Linked DNA regions of Sus scrofa: region 1 is linked to region 2. A link is a contact called in public Hi-C data. All regions are on one chromosome and are shown on one strand. The core of a region is the stretch at or near the end of the contact, and the rest is flanking DNA. Distances in the headings are between cores, read along the strand shown. Region 1 holds the start of PLXNA3 (plexin-A3). Region 2 holds the start of TAZ (tafazzin).

The links. Hi-C and Micro-C count contacts between places; a contact is called where the count stands out from the background.
Region 1: a contact with region 2 is called in a Hi-C map of embryonic fibroblasts, with 1.8 times the contacts expected there. The contact joins the promoter of PLXNA3 here to the promoter of TAZ in region 2. A contact is called at or near these places in 2 of 47 Hi-C or Micro-C datasets (blood and embryonic fibroblasts) and 1 of 2 datasets of contacts at active chromatin or transcription factors (alveolar macrophages).

Annotation. Positions count from the first base shown.
Region 1 is chrX:124,980,442-124,983,837 of Sscrofa11.1, reverse strand. It overlaps PLXNA3 (plexin-A3), which reads right to left and starts at 1,531. Exons shown (of 34, transcript XM_021080740.1): 1 at 1,424-1,531.
Region 2 is chrX:124,938,524-124,941,870 of Sscrofa11.1, reverse strand. TAZ (tafazzin) reads right to left here and starts at 1,835. Exons shown (of 10, transcript XM_021080761.1): 1 at 1,378-1,835; 2 at 1,077-1,205; 3 at 15-60. The coding sequence starts at 1,486.

The DNA of each region.
Region 1 (3,396 bases), core at 282-2,781, 42 kb before region 2:
GGCCCTCCCAGAAGGAGAACCCAAACACCAGACCCCCGAGCTGAGGGTGGCCAGCCCAGGCCACAGACACGCCCCACACCCCAGCTGGGGGACAGGGACAGGCAGGGAGAAAACAATCGCAAATTGGCAGCGGGTGTCAGGACACTACCCGGGACAGAGGCCCAAGGCTTCGAAGCCTGAGACCAGTCGCAGGACGCCACATCCAGGTTCCTGGCCGCAGCTGCCTCCCTGCCCAAGGCCTCCCTCTGCTAGCTGTCCAGGAGCCTGCTGTGTAGCCTATACCGGCTGCAACACAAAGCCGAGTCGCGCCTGCCCCCACAGCCACGCACAGAGACAGACATAAGTCAGGCTCTGCTCAGGCGCAGCCAGACAGATGCCCAGGCAGCCCCGCGCAGCTCTTCCTCCAAACCCAGAGGTTCGCTGGGGAAAGGGAGACGCAGGGGGGCCCGAGGAGCCCTACGGAAAGGAGGCCACGGTCGCAATACAGCTGAGACCTTGGGGAGATGGGCTGGGGGCGCACAGAAGCAGTACTGCGCTTGGCTGGGTCTTCACCCCTAGGCCACACCCAGCCCTCGACCAGCTCCAGGCAACCAAGCCAGTAGAGCAGTGTCGTGGCAGCGGACAGGGCAGGGCTCAGGGCTCCGCTCTCAGTGCCCAAGCCCCCAGGGAGACACAAGGTACCCGGCCGGGGCGGGGTGGGGGGGGTGCAGAGACCCAAACCAAGGAGGCACAGAAGAAAGCGGGGAAATGCATTTGCTGGAACAAGGAGCAGACACAGCCTGGAACTGCCGAGTTTCAGCTCAGACTGATCATCTCTCTGGGGCTCTTTTGTCAGGTCCGAATCCTGGACCCTCCATGCAACAGCCGGAGAAGAAAGAAAGAGAAGGAGGCCTCATCCCCTCCTCACCTCCTCCACTCGGCGGCACAGGAATACAAGCGGAAGAATGGGCCTGGGCAGGTGGCCTGGGAGACCTGGAGAGGCAGGACTGGCAGCCCAAGCGCCCACCCCAAACCTTAGCCTGTAAGTGAGAGCCTGGGGCATCACCGGCTCCCCCACCTCTCTGCTACAGCCCGGCCAGCAGAGCCCTAGGAGGGGACAGACCCTCGCAGAGACCCGGCTCCAGCGCCCACTCCCCAGTGCCCCGCGCTGTGCTCCTGGCCCGGCTCGCCCTGCCCCCACCAGGGACGCCCCCCTCGGCGGACCCACAGGGACCCCCATGGAGGGCGGCGCGGCATCAGCCCTTGCAGCGGCCGCTCCTCCGCCACAAAGGGTCGGTCCCCCACAGGGCTGGCCCCGGAGAAGGCAGGGGGCCCGGGCGGGCCCTGACCCCTTCGGGGCTGAGCCGAACCCCCGGGCTGCGGGAGCCCCGGGCCGCCGAGCAGGCGGGACCCCCACGGGAGGCAGGGGATGGCGGCCACCTACCTGTCCCTTCGCCGCCGCTGGCTCCGGGGGGCCGCCCTCCAGCCCCACACCGGCCCCGTTCGCGCGCCCCGCCGCCGCCGCCGCCGCCGCCGCACCCCGCAGCCCGCGCGCCAGCGCCGCTGCCGCCGCCGCCCACACACTGGGCCGGCCCGCCGCCGCCGCCGGGGCCTTTTAAACCCGGACCGTACCACCGCGCCGGGCGGGGGCGCCCGGGGAGGACCGAGCGGCGGGGCTCACGCGCGAGGGCCGCTCTCCGCGGAGCCAGGGAGAGGCCCAGGGCGCAGGCCAGGCCCCGAGAGCCGCTGGGTCCCCGCCCGCGAGCCGACGCCCCTCGCGCCGGGGCCGCGGCCGCGGCGCGCGTCTCTCCCCCTCGTCGCGGCCGGCGGCTCGGGCAGCCCCGGGAACCGCGCGCCCGCGCGCGCCCGCGCCACACCCCCTCGGGCCGCGGGCGCGCGCAGACCCCGCCCCGGCGCTCGGGGGCGCGCCTGGGGCCACCTGCCGCGCGCGCGCCGCGCTCCTCGTCCCCGCCCTTCCTTCAGGCGCACACCTGCCACGGCCTCGCGGCCCCGAGGCCCCTCTGCCTGCGACGGTCGGTGACCCCGGGCTCGGCGCGAGGCCTCGGAGCTGTCGGCCATTCGCACGGGGCCCTGCCCCACGCGCGGCCCTCGGTTTCTCTCATCGCCTTGGTTTCCTTGGCCTTTTCGGTTTAGACGGCTTCCTTGAGATGGCATCCATCTATCCTGCCAGTGGCTCATTTACAGTGTCACGTTGGGCCAGTGTCTGGTGTATTCACAAAGTTGGGCAACCAGCCACATTATTAGACCCGCAAACGTCTTCATCACCCCCAAAGAAAAGCCCCGAGTACCCACTATCAGTCCTCGCTGGTCCACCTCTCACCCGCCCTGGCACAGCCCACCTCCAGCCGGCCGCACTGCCCCCACCCCAGGCCCCGGTGCCCACTCCTCCACTTGCGGCCGATGGCTTTCCCTCTTCTGGCCGTCTCACAGCAGTGGATTCACACAATCCGCTTGGGTCTTTGGCGTCTGGGGTCTTCCGCTGAGCATGATGTTTTGATATTGTGACCTGTATCAGGACTTTGTTTCTTTTTAGGGCCAAAGAATATTCCATTACTTGGATATTCCACTGTTATTGATGCGTTCATCAATTGGCAGGCACTGCTGTCGTTTCCATCTTTCGGCTCGGGTGAACAACGCTGCTACAGACATTCCTCTCTATGTTTTTGTGCGAACGCGTTATCGTTTCCCTTCCACTTAGGAGTGAAACTGCTGGGACAAACGATAACTCTGTTTTTAATGTTTTTAAAAATTTATTTGTCTTTTTGCCATTTCTTGGGCCGCTCCTGCGGCATATGGAGGTTCCCAGGCCAGGGGTCGAATTGGAGCTGTAGGCGCCGGCCTACGCCAGAGCCACAGCCATGCGGGAATCCGAGCCGCGTCTGCGACCCACACCACAGCTGAAGGCAACGCCGGATCGTTCACCCACTGAGCAAGGGCAGGGACCGAACCCGCCACCTCATGGTTCCTAGTCGGATTCGTTAACCACTGCGCCACGACGGCGGGAATGCCTCATTTTTAATATTTTAAGAAAAATGGCCCAACTATTTTGCAAAGTAGCTGCACCGTTTTCCATTCTCATCAGCAGTGTATGAGGAGCGTATGAGGCTGCCAGTTTCTCTACGTCCTTGCCAAGCATTGTTAATATTTTTTTGTTTCTAGCCATCCTTGTGGGTTTGAAATGGTGTCTCATTTGAATTTCCTTGCTGACTAATGATGTTGAGCATCTTTTTCTGAGTTTATTGGCCATTTGCATATCTTTTTTATCATAGAAAGAAATCGGAAATGTCTACTTCAAGTTCCTTGGCTATTTTTTTTTCTTTTTAGGGCCGCACACGCGGCATATGGAAGTACATGGGCTAGGGGTAAAATGTGAGTTGCAGCCACAGCCTACACCAC
Region 2 (3,347 bases), core at 586-3,085:
CCATGCCTCCTCACCAACGCATCAACTTCAGGTTCCAGATGTGGCGGAGTTTCAGGATCCCTAGAGAAGGAGAGGAAAGGCTTCATGCCGCAACTTGCCTTGTACCTGGGAGTGCCTCTCTTCTGTCACACCCTGATTCAGGGGATGAGAGACAAGGACAGTGGTCCAACCACTTCCCCATGGTCCAAAGTGGCATCTTTCAGAACCTTGGGCTGGACCCCCAAGTTCTCCCTGGCTCCTCCCTCTCTCCCACTCCCTGGATCTTATTCGTTACCATATCTGGTCTGCCTACCTCCGCAGTATATTTTGATGCTGCCTATTCTTCTACTTCTTTCTCCACTGCCACTGCCACCACCCTGGTCCGGGCTACTGGCTGGCTCTTAAAGTCTCCTTCCTGGTCTCCTGTGAGCTGCGTGTGGCACCCTACAGGCCATTCTCTACTCACTAGTTAAGGGTGAGCTCTGAAAGGCTCCCATTTGACCTCATGGCTCGCCCTGAGCTCTCCCTCCCAGTCTAACCTCCAGAGTTCAGCAGTGGGAGCCCTGGGCACCCTGTACCCAGCCATCTAGGTTACTGGAGCTAAGCAACTCCCCGTGAGGTCGGCAGAACAGGAACTTCTAGGTGGGGAACTGGGCTCCCACATGAGCCTGGCTGAAGGTTACAAACCCAGCCGGGGCAAACCTGGAACCAGGACACAGGTTTTCCAGCTCCTAGCCCACCGCTTCCTTGACGGGACACCCTGGGGTCCTCAGATTTGTCCCCCAGGCTCTTTGGAACCCTCAACCGTTTAGAGAATGGAAGGTTCCACAGGCTTGATTCATCAGAGCAAAGGCGCTGGCAAACCTTGTTCTGCAGTCACTTCCACACTTCCTCATTCCCTCCAAATTTCTGAGGCTCTCTCCAAATCACACTCCCTAGGAAGATGCTAAAGGGGCCACAAGTCAACCTTTCACCCCTGGGGCAGGACATGGCAGAAACAGGTGAGCCCATTGAGAAGCGGGTTGGTTCTGCTTCTGTTCGGCCCTGTCCCAGGTTCTCTCCTTGCCTCCCCGTGCCCAGCACACTGGTCCGTGTACCCCAGAGATGAGGGTCATCCATGCAGGACTGGTGATTGGAGACCGTGATGAGGGGTGTGGCTGGGCCTCGGTTTTCGATGAGGTCGTACAGCACCTCCTTGTTGTGGACCGTGAGGTGGTTCATGTACTCTGGGGGCGGGGGGGAGAAAGGGAGTGGGGGTCTTGGCCTCCCTTCCCGGGCGCCCAGGGCTCCACCCCAGCCAAGCTCACACCCGCCAGTGCCCCCAACCCCGAACCCCAATTCTCGTTGGGCGTGGAGACCTGTGACCGACCCTGCCGCCTCAGCTTTGGGTCCACTCACTGGTCCAGAAGCAGCTGTAGGTGCCCACCAGGCCCATGACGACGCTGCTGGCCAGGGTCCAGGTGAGCGGCGGCACCGCAGGGAACGGCCATTTCACATGGAGGGGCATCTCCCCCCGGCCGAATTTCCCAGCACCCCCGCCAGAGGCCCGGCGCTCCCCCTGCCACGGGGCAGCCCGTGGGGCCGCTCGAGGTCTGTGTCCTCAACCGCTCGGGAGCCGGGTCCCTGACAGGCCCGCGCCACAGACGGGCGCCACGGCTCGGCGCTACAGGCGACTCAACCAAGGTCACCTCCTGGGTCAGGCCAGAAGCGGGCCCGGCCCCACTCTCTCGCCACAGACTAGCCGCCCCGGAACCGGGAGACAGGGAGCGGGCGGGAGCGCTCGCGCGGACCGCGGAGGCCGCCGAGCCCCGCGCACCCGCCGGAAAGCGAGTCTGCGACGCCGCCGAGCTGTACTCTCTCTGTCGCAAAACTCGCTCGGGCCGCTTGACGGCAGCGGGGGCGGACCCGAGGGCCTTGTGGCCCCGCCCCGGCCCCGCCCAGCTCCAGCTCCACCTGGGTTCGAAGCCGCCAGCCCGCGGCGCAGGGCTTTTGGCGCTTTACCTTATCTTAGGTAAAGTACCCGTGCGTGGGCAGCGAGGGCTGTGCTCAAGGTCGGGGCTGGCAGAGTACTTTTACTTTAGTTTTTGTCCACCTTTGTTTTCATTAATTTCATGTAAGATGGAATTAACCATTTTAAAGTATTTCTAATATTGTGTGTGTGTGTGTGTGTGTATAGTCTTTTTTTTTTTTTTTTTTTTTTTTTAGGGCTGCACCGGGAGCACGTGGAAGTTCCCAAGCTGGGGGTCGAATCAGAGCTGTAGCCGCTGGCCAAGACGACCGCCACAGCATGGAGGGATCCCAACTGGCTGCATCTGCAACCTGCACCGCAGCTCACAGCAACGCCGCCGGATCTTAACCCACTGAGCGGCACCCAGAATGGAACATGCGGCCCTATGGATACTAGTTGGTCTTACCCCTGAGCCACAACAGGAGCTCCGCATTTTATATTCTGTAACATATGTAATGTTATGTTATATATTGTATATATTACATTACATAATTTTACATACTCACCTACATACAGTTTTATATAATTAACAATATTACAGAATTGTACTATATATGTATGTAATATAATTTACTACATGATGTAATATGTAATATATCGCAGCATGTAACATGCAATAAGAAATTTATATATATAGGGAGTTCCCGTCGTGGCGCAGTGGTTAACGAATCCGACGAGGAACCACGAGGTTGCGGGTTCGGTCCCTGCCCTTGCTCAGTGGGTTAACGATCCGGCGTTGCCGTGAGCTGTGGTGTAGGTTGCAGACGAGGCTCGGATCCCGCGTTGCTGTGGCTCTGGCGTAGGCCGGTGGCTACAGCTCCGATTGGACCCCTAGCCTGGGAACCTCCATATGCCGCGGGAGAGGCCCAAGAAATAGCAACAACAACAAAAGACAAAAAAAAAAAGAAAGAAATTTATATATATAATAGTATTTTATATCATTTAGTACATCTGTAGTGTTGTCAACCACCACCTCCAACTAGTTCCAAACATGTTCATCACCCCAAAAAGAAAGGCCTGTACTCGTTAAGCAGTCTGTTTTTTATTTATTTTATTTTATTGTATTTTAGTCTTTTGTCTTTTTACCGCCACACCTGCAGCATATGGAGGTTCCCAGGCGAGGGGTCGAATCGGAGCTTTTGCTGCCGGCCCACGCCAGAGCCACCGCAACCCCAGATCCGAGCCGCATCTGCGACCTACACCGCAGCTCACGGCAATGCCAGATCCTTAACCCACTGAGCAAGGCCAGGGATCGAACCCACAACCTCATGGTTCCTAGTCGGACTCGTTTCCGCTGTGCCACGACAGGAACTCCCTATTTATGTTATTTTATTTTGCTTTTTAGGGCTGCAGCCACAGC